Regions from separate parts of the Anas platyrhynchos genome. Here region 1 is linked to region 2. The links are chromatin contacts, called in public Hi-C maps. All regions are on one chromosome and are shown on one strand. The core of a region is the stretch at or near the end of the contact, and the rest is flanking DNA. Distances in the headings are between cores, read along the strand shown. Region 1 overlaps DLG1 (discs large MAGUK scaffold protein 1). Region 2 has its middle 20 kb from the start of BDH1.

The links. A called contact is a pair of places that touch in the nucleus more often than the background predicts.
Region 1: a contact with region 2 is called in a Hi-C map of skeletal muscle, with 2.3 times the contacts expected there. The contact joins two enhancer-like sites. A contact is called at or near these places in 3 of 8 Hi-C or Micro-C datasets (liver, skeletal muscle and subcutaneous adipose tissue).

The regions. Positions count from the first base shown.
Region 1 is chr9:12,999,801-13,006,747 of IASCAAS_PekinDuck_T2T, forward strand. All of the region lies in intron 3 of DLG1 (discs large MAGUK scaffold protein 1), which reads left to right. Among named protein-coding and RNA genes, the nearest start is that of DLG1, 36 kb to the left of the region's middle. Within about 2 kb of position 1,916, at least 1 of the 8 cell types and tissues checked has an H3K27ac peak or open chromatin away from gene starts, as enhancers often do.
Region 2 is chr9:12,933,866-12,940,614 of IASCAAS_PekinDuck_T2T, forward strand. No RefSeq gene overlaps it. Among named protein-coding and RNA genes, the nearest start is that of BDH1, 20 kb to the left of the region's middle. Within about 2 kb of position 2,611, at least 3 of the 8 cell types and tissues checked have an H3K27ac peak or open chromatin away from gene starts, as enhancers often do.

The DNA.
Region 1 (6,947 bases), core at 666-3,165, 65 kb after region 2:
TATTTGCTCAACTTGAATGGCTCTTTTATACAGACCTGTCTATCTCACCAAAATGCACACAGGTATCAATCTGTGCCATGTGCTTCATATACAGGGTATCCTGAGAGAGAACCTTTGTTTACATGCATTTGCATGTTCTTTCTAAATGACTCTAAGTATTTAGAAACTACATCTTTTCCAGTAACTTTGGGTTTGACAACGACTGTGTAGCTTTCATGTCAATGATGGTTGTATTTGTGCAAGTGTGAGTCCTTGAAAAAATAGGATAATTGGACCAATGCTTGTGTTCATGTGAAGCTGATGAGCGTTACCTGAAGCTCTTGAACGTTTGTCCTCAAGCTTGTATTTATTTCCCCTCGCCTTTTAAAAGGAAGAGCTGCTAGTTTATACTACAAATAAGTGGCAAATGAATTATCTGGTTATTGCATCAGTTCTGTGCGTGTTTGGTTAGCAATTGATTGAAGAGCAACAAATGGCTTTAAAATAACAGCATTTCGAGCTCTGAGAACATATGGGCTAGGAGTATTTCCAGCTCTCCATGACTCTGAGAACATGGTGTGGATTATATTTAGGTTGGAGGAGATGCTGAATGCAGCAGTAAAAAAAAAAAAAAGGGGGGGGGGGGAATAACCTTTTGAAACCAATCCTATACAAAAGACCCCTTCAAAGCATTTTCTGAACTCCAGTTGCCCTTCTGGAACTGTGAATTATTTTGGAGGAACTGGTGATCTCAGCTTGAGTAATTTTTCAGGTAGGATTAATGGGAGTAACAGCATGAAGCATTCAGTCCTAATCAGTTTTGCTCTGTGGTCCTTGTTTATATTAAGGGAGAAGAATTCAATCTGTAGCTTCAGGTGTGACAGTGAACCGATGTGTCAGGTTGCTGCAACTGAGAGTGCTTCCACCCCCTTTTCTGTAATGCTCACTTAGCAGGAATGCTTTTCTGCTGGCTGGTGAGTTAAAGCAGCTCATGGAAAAATCAAATGAACACTAGAGCTGTTAAAAGGTAGCTGCTGGAAAGGAGAATTGGATTGTTCTGAGCAGTTACATTGTCTGCTGCCTCTGGAAAGGCAGGTAAAATGATAAGGCTTTAACAGCTCAATGCTCTGGGAAGGAGGAGAGGAGAGCAGTGGGGAATCAGGGGAATTAAAATGTTTGGTCTCCTTGCCTGCTGCTCCTGAAGCCGGACCCTCAGAGTGAGCAGCTCTGGCATAGTTTCCTGTTGTAATGAAAACAGTGGGAGAAAACAGTGGGTGAATAAACGTAGGGTTGTTCGTAGTTGGACATATGGTCTCTAGCACGATTCCGTCAGCAGGCAAGGGTATTTAGGTTTCTTCGTACCAAAAAATAAACCCACAAAAAGCACACCCCAACCCAAAACCCAACAGTGTTTCCTGTCTTACTTGAAGTGAGATTTGAGGATGGCTGAACTTGCTGGCTGATTTGTCTCATATGCCACTAGTCAGTTCTGTCTTACTAGCTGGCACAGCGCATGAAAGCTTTTATTTTGCGAATGCATTAAGTTGCACTGGGGCTTTTCAAACATAAGGCTTGCTTTTCTTTTCACTGTTTTCTTGATTTGATGCTTAATCATAGCCTGCTATATTGTCAGTGGATATTACTCATACTTTCAGAAGTGGTAATGTGACTTTTTTGGAGCTGGCTCTTTGAGGACGGTGTGCTGCAGCATCCTGGGTTGGGAGGTGTGGGAAGAAATACTTTAATGAAGTTCTGGTACTTGGTTAAGTGTAACCAAGGGCTACTGTCCTAAAGGTCAGTGTGGGCCGAAGTTAGCGGCATTCTCTGAACTCATCTGCATGCCTGATGGAGCGAACAGTGCTCGGGGCATTCTAGTGACCGGCCCATGGTGGCTGCAAGAGTGCCTTTCTTATCTCCTCCGTGTGTGTGTGCTCTAGCAGTGGGTGAACATGTGCCCACATGACTTGTAATAAATGCTGAGGATGGTTTTTCTCCTTCCTTGTTTCCCCAAAGCTGATTGTGCCAGTTGTGGTTTCGGTTTCTCTGAAGCGTGCAGTTGAAGTGGGGCATTCTGCTGCAGTGAATTTTCCCTCATCTATGTGACACATTCTTTCATATCGTGAAAAACAGCGTGCTAGTGGTGTTTCCCCACCTGTAGTTGCGGTGTCTTCATTACCTGGTTAAGTCAACACCCCTGGGGAGTGCTTTGCTTGCCTGCTGTGTACAGTGGGGATGTGCAAGTGGGGCAGCTCGAGAGCAGACTCTTGAACAGCCTACAGAGACAACTCTGCCTGGGGCTCTCCCAGCTGATGGCTTTGGCCAAATGTGGCGGCGGTTAATCTAGAACTGAACAGGCACGCTTCTCGCCCTACTGCACTTGTGCATGGTTTCCTTAATCTTTGTTTTAACTCTGAGCTCCCTGGAATGTCGTAATGGTGAACTTAGTCCATTTTTTTTTATAATTAATAGATGACTTTTTACTTTTTGTACGGTGATTGTCTCTTGGAAAATACACGTGTTTGACTTGTAGTGTGTTCCTGAATCTCCTTGTAAAGCTTTTACCCAAAAGAGACCTCTTTTATTCTTCACTTTTTTAATCGATTTGTAAAAATGTGACAAAATACAACTATCACATAACTGATGCAGAAAATCTCTTTTGACTGTGTTAGCATGGTTCAGAAAAAAATAGTGTTTTAACAAGCTATACTTTTCCTCAAGAAAAAAATCCAACCAATCACCACCACAAAACAACCAACCCTGTACACACAGCACCTTGCCACTGCTCTCTGTCCTTAGGACTGATAATAATATAACTTGTTCAAGAAGATGAAACTAGAACTACCTTATTGCATGAAGCTTTTTTGCTTACTGCTTTAATTTTCCTGCCGTATATGAAGACAGCTAGTGAATACTTGAGCTCCCCACTGCTTTTTGTTGCAGCGGGACTCTAGGCAATGACGATGCCTGTTACGCTGAGGAGGAGCGGCGAGCTTAGTGACCCATTCATAATCAATGCATCTTAAAAGCTCTTTGTAGGAAACTTCCTGGAGATAATCACCATGTCTTGTCTGGTGAAATATGCATCGATTTCTCCGTTTCCTTACTTCCTAATAAGTTGTCTGCTGTTTAATGTATCCAATGTACCCAGCTAGTGTTATGCAAGCAATTGAAATGCAAGGGAATGGAAGGAAGTTTGAGGTTGGGCTAGAAGTAGCATGGTTCTTACAACTCTCGTCCTGTTTTTCATTGGTTGAGAAATATTTCTTGGAGACCATCTGGGCAACTTGAGGAGATTCGAAAGTACTGTTTTATACAGTGTTACGTAATTGCCACTGCAATGTGTACGCACACAGCTAGAAGTACTGCTCGCATGGTGAGGGAAGTGCTCTTAAAAAAAAAAAAGGGGGGGGGGGAGGGGGGAGAAAAAGTGGAAGAGCTTGTCTTAACTAGAAGGGGAATGCTTCCAAAATAGAAAGATAGCAATAGCTTTTCAAACCAAATATTAGTACAGGAACAATAAGAGTTAAGCCAAAACAAATTAAAGGCACAAATCAAAAGGTTCCCTGTTGCTAAAGTAATTAGCTCAGTAAAAGCCTTTTATAACTATAATGTAGATAACACAAGCTTGTTGTGATGGAGCTGGATGATTGTAAAGATCCCATTAAGTTGTTTGTTAGGAATTTAGGTTAATGGATAGATGCTGCAGGAAACGATTGTCTCAATTCCTATAATTTTGAGGGAAAATCATCAGATTGGGTTTTGGACCCCAAATTAAGGATTATCTGAAATAATAAGTGCTATTTGCTGTAGCTTCTTCTAACATAGCTTTCATGACACAAGGATTGGAGAAATATGTAACTGATTATCCTGTTAAACAGGAAGGTTAATTGCAAAGTCGGATTATTTCCATTTCCTTAGAGGTCACTAGTGATCTTAGAAGCCCTTGCTTTTTCTCCCACTAACTAGTGTTCCTTCATATATTCATTCAGAGAATAAAATCAGAATTAAGCGGTGTTGTGTTTTTTTTCATCATCAGTGTACTACTATTTATAAACAGTATTTGGAGACACATTTGTCAGCAGATCGTGAATATAATGAATGAAATGAAAAACTTTCTGGCTAAATCAAATTTTTACTCTTTTTTTTTTACATTTGCTTTAATTCTGATGTTTGGATAGAATAGGATGTGAAATGCATTGTTGTAAAACGAAGACTCTGGAAAAATAAATAGTTTACTGTAGGCTGTTGTGTGTTTTACATTCTTAAACACTACTGTTAGGCAAGCAGAGAAATCGTTTCCAGTGGAAATGGAGAAATGCTGCCCTCTACTGTTAGTGAGGAGTTTTTCTCGAGAGCAAGCAGGAAAATCTGGGTATCTACATTTTAGAAAACTTGGCATGGCTTTCTCTGCCCTCCAAGATTTGAAGTATCTGAGGAGACACTTTTTGAAAGGTAGGGAAAAGCACAGAACTGCAGTATTAGATGAGAGGGGACAGAGCTAGAATTAAGTTTTTGGTTTGCCAGTCATGAATCTGGAAAATCTTTTTGATACTTTGGCTTTTTTTTTTTAATTTTATTTCCCACCAGGGAAGAGTCATGGCCTCAAGTCTGTCAGTGTTCAAGAAGCATTTGGACAGTGCTCTTGAACAATTCTCTCATTCTTAGCTGAAGTCAAGAGTTGGACTTGAAGACTCCTGTTGAGTCCCTTCCAGCTCAGGATATTCTGTGATTCTGTATTCCAAGTTATGTGCCCTTTCTCCTTTGTGAGGTTTACCTTGCAGTGTAGAAGGGACTAGATTTGGAACACTTTGACTAGATTTGGAAATACAGTTTGAAAAGGAAACAATAGGACTGTAGACATGAATTTTCCACGTTCAAAACCAGTCTTGTAAGATTTGGGATGAGAGGAGGGGTTGGTGTTTTTTAGTTTTGTTTGGTTTTAAATCTCTTACCTGAGATAAGGAGTGTCCTTGAATTCCTTCATTGTCTTAGTCTCTTTTGAGTGGTGGAAGTGTCGTAAAAACTGAAGTGAGTGATAGCGAAGTTTGCTTTGTTGTGAGCTGACTGTTCTGTGGATTGATCAGATTGTGACACTGTAGGGAGAGAGAGCAAGTAAGCGCTCTTTTACTTCCAAAGTAGTTTAAAGTGCCTGAAATCCTATGAAAACATCTTTTTGCTAGTTTAATGAGGGACGTAATTCTTCATGGACTGTCTGACATCACCTTCAGGTATGTGCAACCTTTGATTAATGACTAAAAAAGCAACTCCTTTATCAAAAAGAGTAGAGCAGAATTCTTTGTTTCCTCTGAGCAGGTGGCTCACAGAAGCTGAGGAGAGTGTAATGTATGGGGAAAAAATAGAGGATGAGACCCCAGACTTCGTGTAGCTTAGGACTCTGCTTCTGAATATGACTAGCAGTTTGTCTTAAGGAAAAAATCATGAGGAAAGGCTAAGTGTCCACTTCAGTTGCTGATGCACTTCAGAAGGCAGCATCTTAAAGACTTCCTGAGCTAGTGATTATCGCTGTACGTTTTTATTAGACCTTAGTCTACCTTTGGTTTGCTGTTCTGTAGTTCCTTTTTGAACACTTCATGTCCTTGGCAGTAAGTTCTGCAGCAGTTTCTTTTGCTAGTGTTTTTAAAATATCTACTCAATTATTTCTTTGTCTACTGATGCCTGTGTGGTCTTAAATAGTGAATAATTGCTTTGTATTTGCCTTTTCTCCACCATTCATGTTTTTAAAGATCTTGTATCAAGTTCCCATGCTCAGCTGTTTACTTGAGACAGATGAGGCTCCTCACTTTATAATCTTCATAGATGAAAGCCTCTGGGGATCTTTATCCTAGCTGTTATTCACTGTACTTTTTTGATTTTTGTCGCTGCTCTTCTCAGATGAGATCAGAAGTGGGTGCAATATTCAAGATCTGTGAATTCTTCAACTATTCAGAGAAATAATACTGTCTGCTTTCCTAAGTTTCTTTTTTGAATATTGGAACTCATGAGCTAATAGCTTTCCTCCACTTGGTTTTAAAAATTCTTAGTTAAAATAGTATTTTCTAGGTGTTCTAAAGGGAAGGGAGGAAGACCTACATTCGGTATGGTATTTTCACATGCTGTCACATCCACTCAGGTATTTCAGTCCTAACTCTGTCAGTAATGTCATAGCTAAAGTAGGGCACTATTTTCTGTAGGAAGGTACTGTGTTTTGCTGAAACAGCCGAAGGAGAACTGAATTTTGAAGAGATGTGCAGTTGGTGTTCCAATAGCTTCTGGTGTTTTATAAGGGCGTGTGTGTGATGCCCTAGGTTCTCGCTGAAGTATGGTGGTTTAGAAACATGTTGAATACGCAGGGTTGATGAGCAGGCCTTAGTCTAGGGTCAGTATTTTTGAAAGTTTTGTTCATAAACTGCAGATACAACTCAAACCACAAGTTACTGGAAGGATGACACAGCACACCCCAAGCCAGCTGACAGATGATGCTCCTCTAGTTCAAGTGGCAAACGGGAAACTGCAGGACCTTAGCACAGAGACCTCTGACCTGGGGGACCGGGCTAGGAGGAGGTTCAAGCAGCTCAACAAGATGTGCCAAGTTCTGCAGCAAGGATAGAGCGGACCCTGCACGGGTACTGGGAAGCAACTGGTGGAATAGTAGCTGTGCCAAGAGGGTTATGGTGTTGATGGGGGACAGAAGGCTGAAACAGTGCAAACTGTAAGTAGTTTAGGCAGGGCCCAATATGACAGATAAATGAGCATTGATAGAATCCTCTTGGTGCCTAGATTCTCTCCTGCTCTTGGTAAACTATTTTATAATTAGGACATGATCTGCTTTTATGGTTTTTCGGCAGTGGGACTGATCTGTTTGTCTCTGGGAACAGCCTTCTCACTGTCTGCAGTGGAGGAAAAAAAAAAAAACCTCAACCCTTTGTTAGTATTGTGGAAGCACTTCATCTACACTGGCTGTGAGTGGC
Region 2 (6,749 bases), core at 1,361-3,860:
CCACTGTGTATAAATAATTACCTGGAAGAGAGATTGGACCCGTATTTGCCACACCGCTGCCTTTGCTGCAGGTTTATCGAGCCATTCTCCTTCCTCCTCTAGCACAGGGTTGTAATTATTTGTGTGATGTGGGAAAGCTTTGGCAGAAAAGCTTGGCAGAACCGTCATCACCCACTGCATGAATTGTGGAGAAATGGTGCTCTCCCGAGGTGGCGGTGGTCCTGTTTCACAGCCAGGGGCAAGCAGGCCATCTCACTCGCAGACCAGCTGTGCTCAGATGCTGGTGCTGAGAAACCACAACCGAGGAGCCATGGCCCAGGCAGGGCTTTACATCGTGCCTTCACCAAGGGAGAAGAGGACACAGAAGAAAGCAAGCTGTAATTTCTCCTCTCTGCGTCAGCCCAGGTACTCATCCTTGAGCACAAACATATCTTATTTTCCAGCCAGAACTGCAGGTTGGGAACTAACAGGACCCTGCCCTCACCCTTCCCAAATACCAAAGCCCCAGAACTCTCCTTGCTGGAGCCTGGGGTGGAAGTGTAAACGCTCCGTCATTATTTCTCCCTGGGCTGTGACTGTCAGAGCAGCGGTGTGAAAATGTGGTAATATCAGGAGAGATCAGCGGAGAGGTATTTCTGACTTTACCCGGAGCAGGGTGGACCGTAAATCTTGTGAGATAACATGTTGCCACAGAGACTCGCAGCCAGTTTTTCAGGCCTTAGGAGTCTGAATGCTGCCAGCAAGCACACCTGAACCAGCCCGCCAGGTCTGTGCATCGCCAGCACAGCAAGCAGCAGGTTTCTGTTGCACCAAGGGCCACAGACTATTCCTGCTCCTCGTATTGCACAACCTTAGAGGTATTGTGTCAAACCTTATCGGGATATAAGCTGGGGTATTCGTGTCACGAAACCAAAAGCACAGCTGGTCTGAGAGGCCAGGAGAAATGACAAAGGCTGGTTCAACAGAAGCTGATGGGTGAACACCACTCTTGTGTCACCTCTGGGTCTGCAGTGGGTTTAGAAACTGTGAAATATCTCACTCGCTGACGGCCTGGCCCTGCCTGGGATCCCCAGCAGCCCAGAACTCCATTGCAGCCCATCCTGGGGCCACCCGTCCCTGCCCAGTGGGTACTCCTCTCCTTCTCCAGCCTGTGCTTCGCTCTGCTGACAGGGAAATGCCCCAGGGAGCCACCAGCAGCCCCCAGGCCTCCCTTGGCATGGCAGCAGTTTGGGCCTGAGGCACCTGGCTCTGTGCAGGCCGGGCTGCTGCCCAGGGGATCCAGAGGGTGCCGTGGGGTGACACGGGCACACAGAGATGTGGCCGGGGTGCCCAGGGGCTGCAGGAGCCCGGACCAGCTGCCCCTCACCCCTTCCACACAGTCCCAAGTGTGTTTTGGCACCCAGCACTGTGGGGCTGGTCCTGGCCACCCCAAAAGGCTCTTTGTGGCCCAGGTTGCTGTGGCCATCAAGCAATGATGCTGGGTGGTTTCTGTCCCGTTTCAGGGAGATGCTGGTGCCCTGCAGGAATTCATTTTCTGACTGCTGTCACCTTTCTTTAGAAATGATCCAGGCACACTAACTTGTTCCCAGAAATGGAAAAAATGTGTGCACATCCCCAGCCCGGCTGGTAGCCAGCCCTCCGACAGGCAGGATGTGTGACCGGGCCTGGAGCTGGGGCTGCAGGCTGAGCTCACACCCGCACCGTGCTCCCGGAGAGCACAGCTCCAGCCACTGCTCCCAGCCCACGCAGACGGGATGGAGGAGATGGCTGAGATCTTTGAAATGTGCTTTTCAATAGGATTCACCCCCGTTTGAAACAGCAGGGAGAAAAGAAATCCACAAGAAACTACCCAGGGGCCTGTAAATGTCTGTTAAGCTGCAGAGAGGATGAAAGCAGATGAGGTTTTTTTTTAGGACTCAGCTGCAACACTTTAAAACCCACTCCCAGCAGTGCCTCAAGCTGGCCGGCTTTGATCTGAAATGCAGTGGGAGAGTTCACAGGAGCTCTTGCAGTGCTGCAGCAGCGGGCAGCCGGGAGGTTTTGTGTGGATAGCAGCATTCCTGAAGTGATTGCAGCCGTCGTGGTGGATTTCTGTAAGGGAAGGCAGCAAACAGGCAAGAGCAGATTTTCAGCCAGCTCGTGCCCACGTGCCGGGTGAGCGGTGCTGAGTGTGCCTTGAGCTGTAACCACACCAGTGTGCACCGCGCTCCCACAGCAGAATTTCTAAAACACCACATTCCTTAAATTACCAAATTTTGGGGCTGCTGTGTGTGCTGTCGGTGGCAAAACCTGCTGACATGTCTACAGCAGCAGCCCCCGAGCAGGCAGGGCAGAACGCAGGCGTTGCTGCCTCAAGATGCTTCCTGCACCCCAGGGGGCTGTGACCCCACTGCCTGCCCGCTCCTTCCACCCTCCTGCCTGAAAGCCATCGGCCCTGCCCCGGCTGATTACAGGCCCGGCTGGAAATGCAGACGGCTTGTGATTTCAGTGTGAGTCACAGGAGGCTCGGTGGCTTTGCTTTCCTTAGAGCTCCAGCCCCTGGGCTGGGGTGGTTAGCCGGTAATGTCAGCTTGCCTCGCCAAGGGAGCACGTCTGGCACAGAGAAGTCGGGATGTGTGCCGAGCAGGCTCGGGAGCCCCAAAATGAGGGAGCAGGCAGGAGTCCCGAGCGTTATTTTGAAGTCTTTTCTCCTCTTTGGGGAAAAGAGGCCATGAGGTGGCTGGAGGAAGGCTGGTTACACACCTCTGCCTCCTCGTTGGTGCCCAGGAATGTCCCAGGCCCTGGGCTGTGCCGAGCTCAGACCAACGCCGCCTTCACCACGGCCTTGCCTCCTCCATGGCCGTCCCCAGCCTCCGCTGTCTGACAAAGCCCCTCCAGCTTCCAGAGGTGTGGAAACAGTGGGAGCCGTCTGTTGTGTACGTTATTTTGTTATTTGTTGGTGTGAAAAAAAACCTTGGAAAAGCTGACAGTGAGCAGCTAGGGGAACACATCCCGATAGGAAGCACCTGGGGGTGCAGCTGACCTCCCCAGCCCGCAGCCCAGCACCGCCCTGTGATGGCACCGCCCTGCGGTACAGCAGCGGCCTTCCCTTTCCTGCTTGCTTACGGAGCCTTTTCATAACATCTCTGAGCAAGCCCGTTATTTATCAGGGTAAAATTGGCTATCCAGAAAGGTATGAGTCTGCTCAGGGTCAGGAGGACCGCAAATACCCATTTTCTAGTCCTGACCCTGCAAACCGCCTGGATGATAAGGCTGTCAGCTTTGTAAGCAGGCATCACCGCACAATGAGAAGACAATTACAGAGAGGGAACATTTCTCCTGGGCTCCACAATTCACCAGCAGGTGTGAGTGCCACTGACCTCACAGGGAACGGGGCAGGTGGACTGGGGGATGCGCTGTTCCCTGTATGAGCATTGCAGTGTTACTGGGACTGCTGGGGAGACTTCTCCCCTCCCCTGGGAAAATGCTGTGAGAGGGCACAGGGCTGCCCCGCAGCTCACAGCAGCTGGCCCTTGTAGCTGGGTCATGCTTTGGGCTTTTCCAGTGATGTTTGCCACCCTGTCATAGGAATCCTTGCTCACCCAGCACAGGCTTTGCTGTTGAGCCTTCCCTTGCAGCACCAGCCGTGCCTGGTGGCAGGCCTGACACTGAAGCTCCTGTGCCTCGTGTTACATGGCGTGTATGGAAATCGGGTGGTTTCTGAGCGTAACAGCCACAACTAAGGGGATGTCATACACAGAGGAGCCACAAAATGAAGCGAGTCTCCTTCCCAACAAAGGCTTGTACACTAGGATTTACTGACTGTCCATGCGGCGGGGAGGTTTGTAAGAAAAAAAAAAAAAAAACTTGAATAAAAGACCTGCTTTTCCACCAAGCTTGAAAAGCCTGTTAAAAATCTGTGTTCATTTGTTATTTATTGCCATGAAATATTTGTCTGACATTTCTAATCACAGCCAATACCTCCACTGTGACTTAAAGCTTAATTGCTTGAACTTTTCTGCTAGCGACGGGCTGATGCTCTGACCTTCTCCTTGCAGCAGCAATCAATTTACAGCACAGCAGCACTGCCTTCTGCCAGAGCCCAGCGAGCAGAGAAGTGCCCATGGGCTTTTCTTTAGGGTTTTGCTGGCAGAGCGCCCTCAGGGCAGGTAGGGAGCAGAGGTGCTGCTGCCCCTTGACATGGCTCGGCTGAGGGCTGCGCCATGCCCTGCTCCCCATGCCCTGTTGTCCTCCTGCTCAGCCCCGAGGCCAGCGGGTGCCCACATGGCCCTTGCAGCATCCTGATCTCGGGGCTCCCCTGCTAACGGCAAAGCAGAACTTTGGCAGCAGGGAAGGAGGAGCTGCCCTCTGGCATGCTCCAAAAGTCTGGATGCTGTATCCTGAAACTTCGCTACCTTCAGACCGGTCTTTTCCCTCCCATCAGATACGTTTTGTGTCTGAACACGGTCATGCAGTGTTTCCGTGCCACTGGCCTGATGTCACATTTCACTATGGACAAGTAAGGAGAGAGGCCTCGCTGCTGCAGTGAGAGCAGCCCTGCTTGGCAGACACAGTACCATTCTTCCTGAGACATGTTTTCCCCCACTAGGCTGTTTAGAGTGCCTTTAACCAGAAACCAGCAGCCCTGTTTTACAACACAGAGGGTGCTGGGTGTGCCACCGCCCCCGGCTCTTCAGCTGCTCAGCACCACGTGGAGGTGCCCAGGGACAACATGTGAGGCTGGCCGTGGTGTCTCAGGGTATCACCATCTCAGGGCTGGTGAGTTCACAAAGGGGAGGTCCAGCCCCTGAGACAGGTTTGAGACCCATCCCCATGCCATGCATCACCCCCAGCCCCACCGCTCCCTCGCTGCCCCTGCCCCCAGGCGATCCCAGCCGCAGCTCAGCGTTTGGTTCAGTTTGGGTACGGGGGACGCTGTGGCATCCGCCTTTCCCTCCCGTCCCTGTTCCACAATGATTCACGGGGATGAAGGAGCTGAGCAACAGGCAAGAGGATGATTTGCCTTGTGAGGGTGATTCAGCCTCTGCAGGGTGGTGACAGAGTGAGCAGAGCTATTGTTTCTCCCCGTCAGCTGGTGACAAAAGGGTTCTTGCCCCTTTTATGACATTTCATTGTAGAAGAACAAATACGTGTAACAAAGCAATGTGTAAAACAGTGATGAGTGAAGTCCCTGCTTCAGGGAACACCCTCCAGTTTTTCTCAGCCTACCCTGAACACCAGGACAGCTCCCTGCGAAGCAGTCAGCCCTTCTCTTGCCTGAGGATGCTTTTGTTGTGCTGTGCATCCCAGGAGCAGCTCAGTGTGCAGGGGACAGGGGCTGGCTCAGTGGGTGCAGGCACAGGAGCCGTCCAGTGAGGCAGGTCTGCTCTGGCAGCCTGGGAGTGCCACACCAGCCACCCGTGCTGACCACATCAGCAAATTCCTGCACCTGTATGTCACTAGTCATCCTACAGGCGTGCACAGCATCACCTTGACAAAGTGGTTAATTTGGCACAAGGTGCAGTCACTGAGTTGTACTAATGCAGCAGTGAGCAAGCAGCAAAGGAGATTCAGCTGTTAAGGATCGGCATGCACACAAAACAGGAAAGCAAATCTGCATATGTGCAGTAATTTGTACCAAAAAGCCAGCTGCACGTTCAGTTCATGCTCAGTCCTCCCGCCTGCACTGAACCTCCCCTGTATTTTAACCAGTCCAGCAGAAATGTGGACTCACAGCTGTGAATCCCATGCACAGGCAGAGGTGTGGGGCAGGGTAGGGGCTGGCAGTGCAACCTGCCATGGCAGAAACCACTCTGACCCACGGCCTGACTGCCACGCTGCTGCTCGTGCTTATTGAAAAGGGCAGCACAGAACTGCAGGGAGAGCAGAGGTGTGCTGTGACCGTCACCTGGGCTTTGAACGGCTCCCAAGTAAGGAATGGCTTGGTAGGTTGGGACAGTGCTACAGACTGGGAAAATAAATGGCCCAGGGAGAGTATTAGAGAACTCTACTAAACCCTACGTGCTGTGATGATTGGGAATGAATATCCTCTGCCTCTTCTAACAGGAGGTTTGGGGGCATCAGGTGAAACTAGCAGGAGCCCATTCACAACAAGTAAGAAGATGCTCGTTCACTAAATCCGTAGCTGAGCTGTGAAACTCTGCCGTGTGGCATAGCAGCTGCCCAAATTTTACAAGGGTTCAAAAAATGATTCACTGGATTCATGGAAGACAAAAACGGGCTGTCACAAATTCAAACACAATGCCAGCACCAAGTGTCTCCAGATGCAGGGAGGACACACATCTCCACCAGCTCTCCTGGACATTTCCTCTCCCCTTGGCATGCCCAGGGGAGATGCACCACTGCTCTGACTCACTGCAGCTGTTTCCGTGCCCCTTTGCTGCACATAGGTGTGAAGTTTACAGGTTTCTGCATAAATAATACACAGCCTTTCGACAAAAGCTGCCAGATCAGTTACTACTCCAATATCACTAATGTCAAAATTAACAGGAAACTGAACCACAAACCACTACATCAGCATCTACTGACTTAACTTTTTCTTCTCCTGGTTCCTCACACTTTACATCTTGAACATTTGCATTGTAGATGAAGTCCTAGGAGCCACGTGTAAGATTAAAGCACGGATTGATAGCAGCTTCAGGATATTCAGGCAGCAGTAATAAGTGTGCTATTGACAGTGAATATTCATGTGGATAGATCAGCTTGGAGGATTAAAAGACACATCCTAGAGGGGTGGATATAATGCAAGC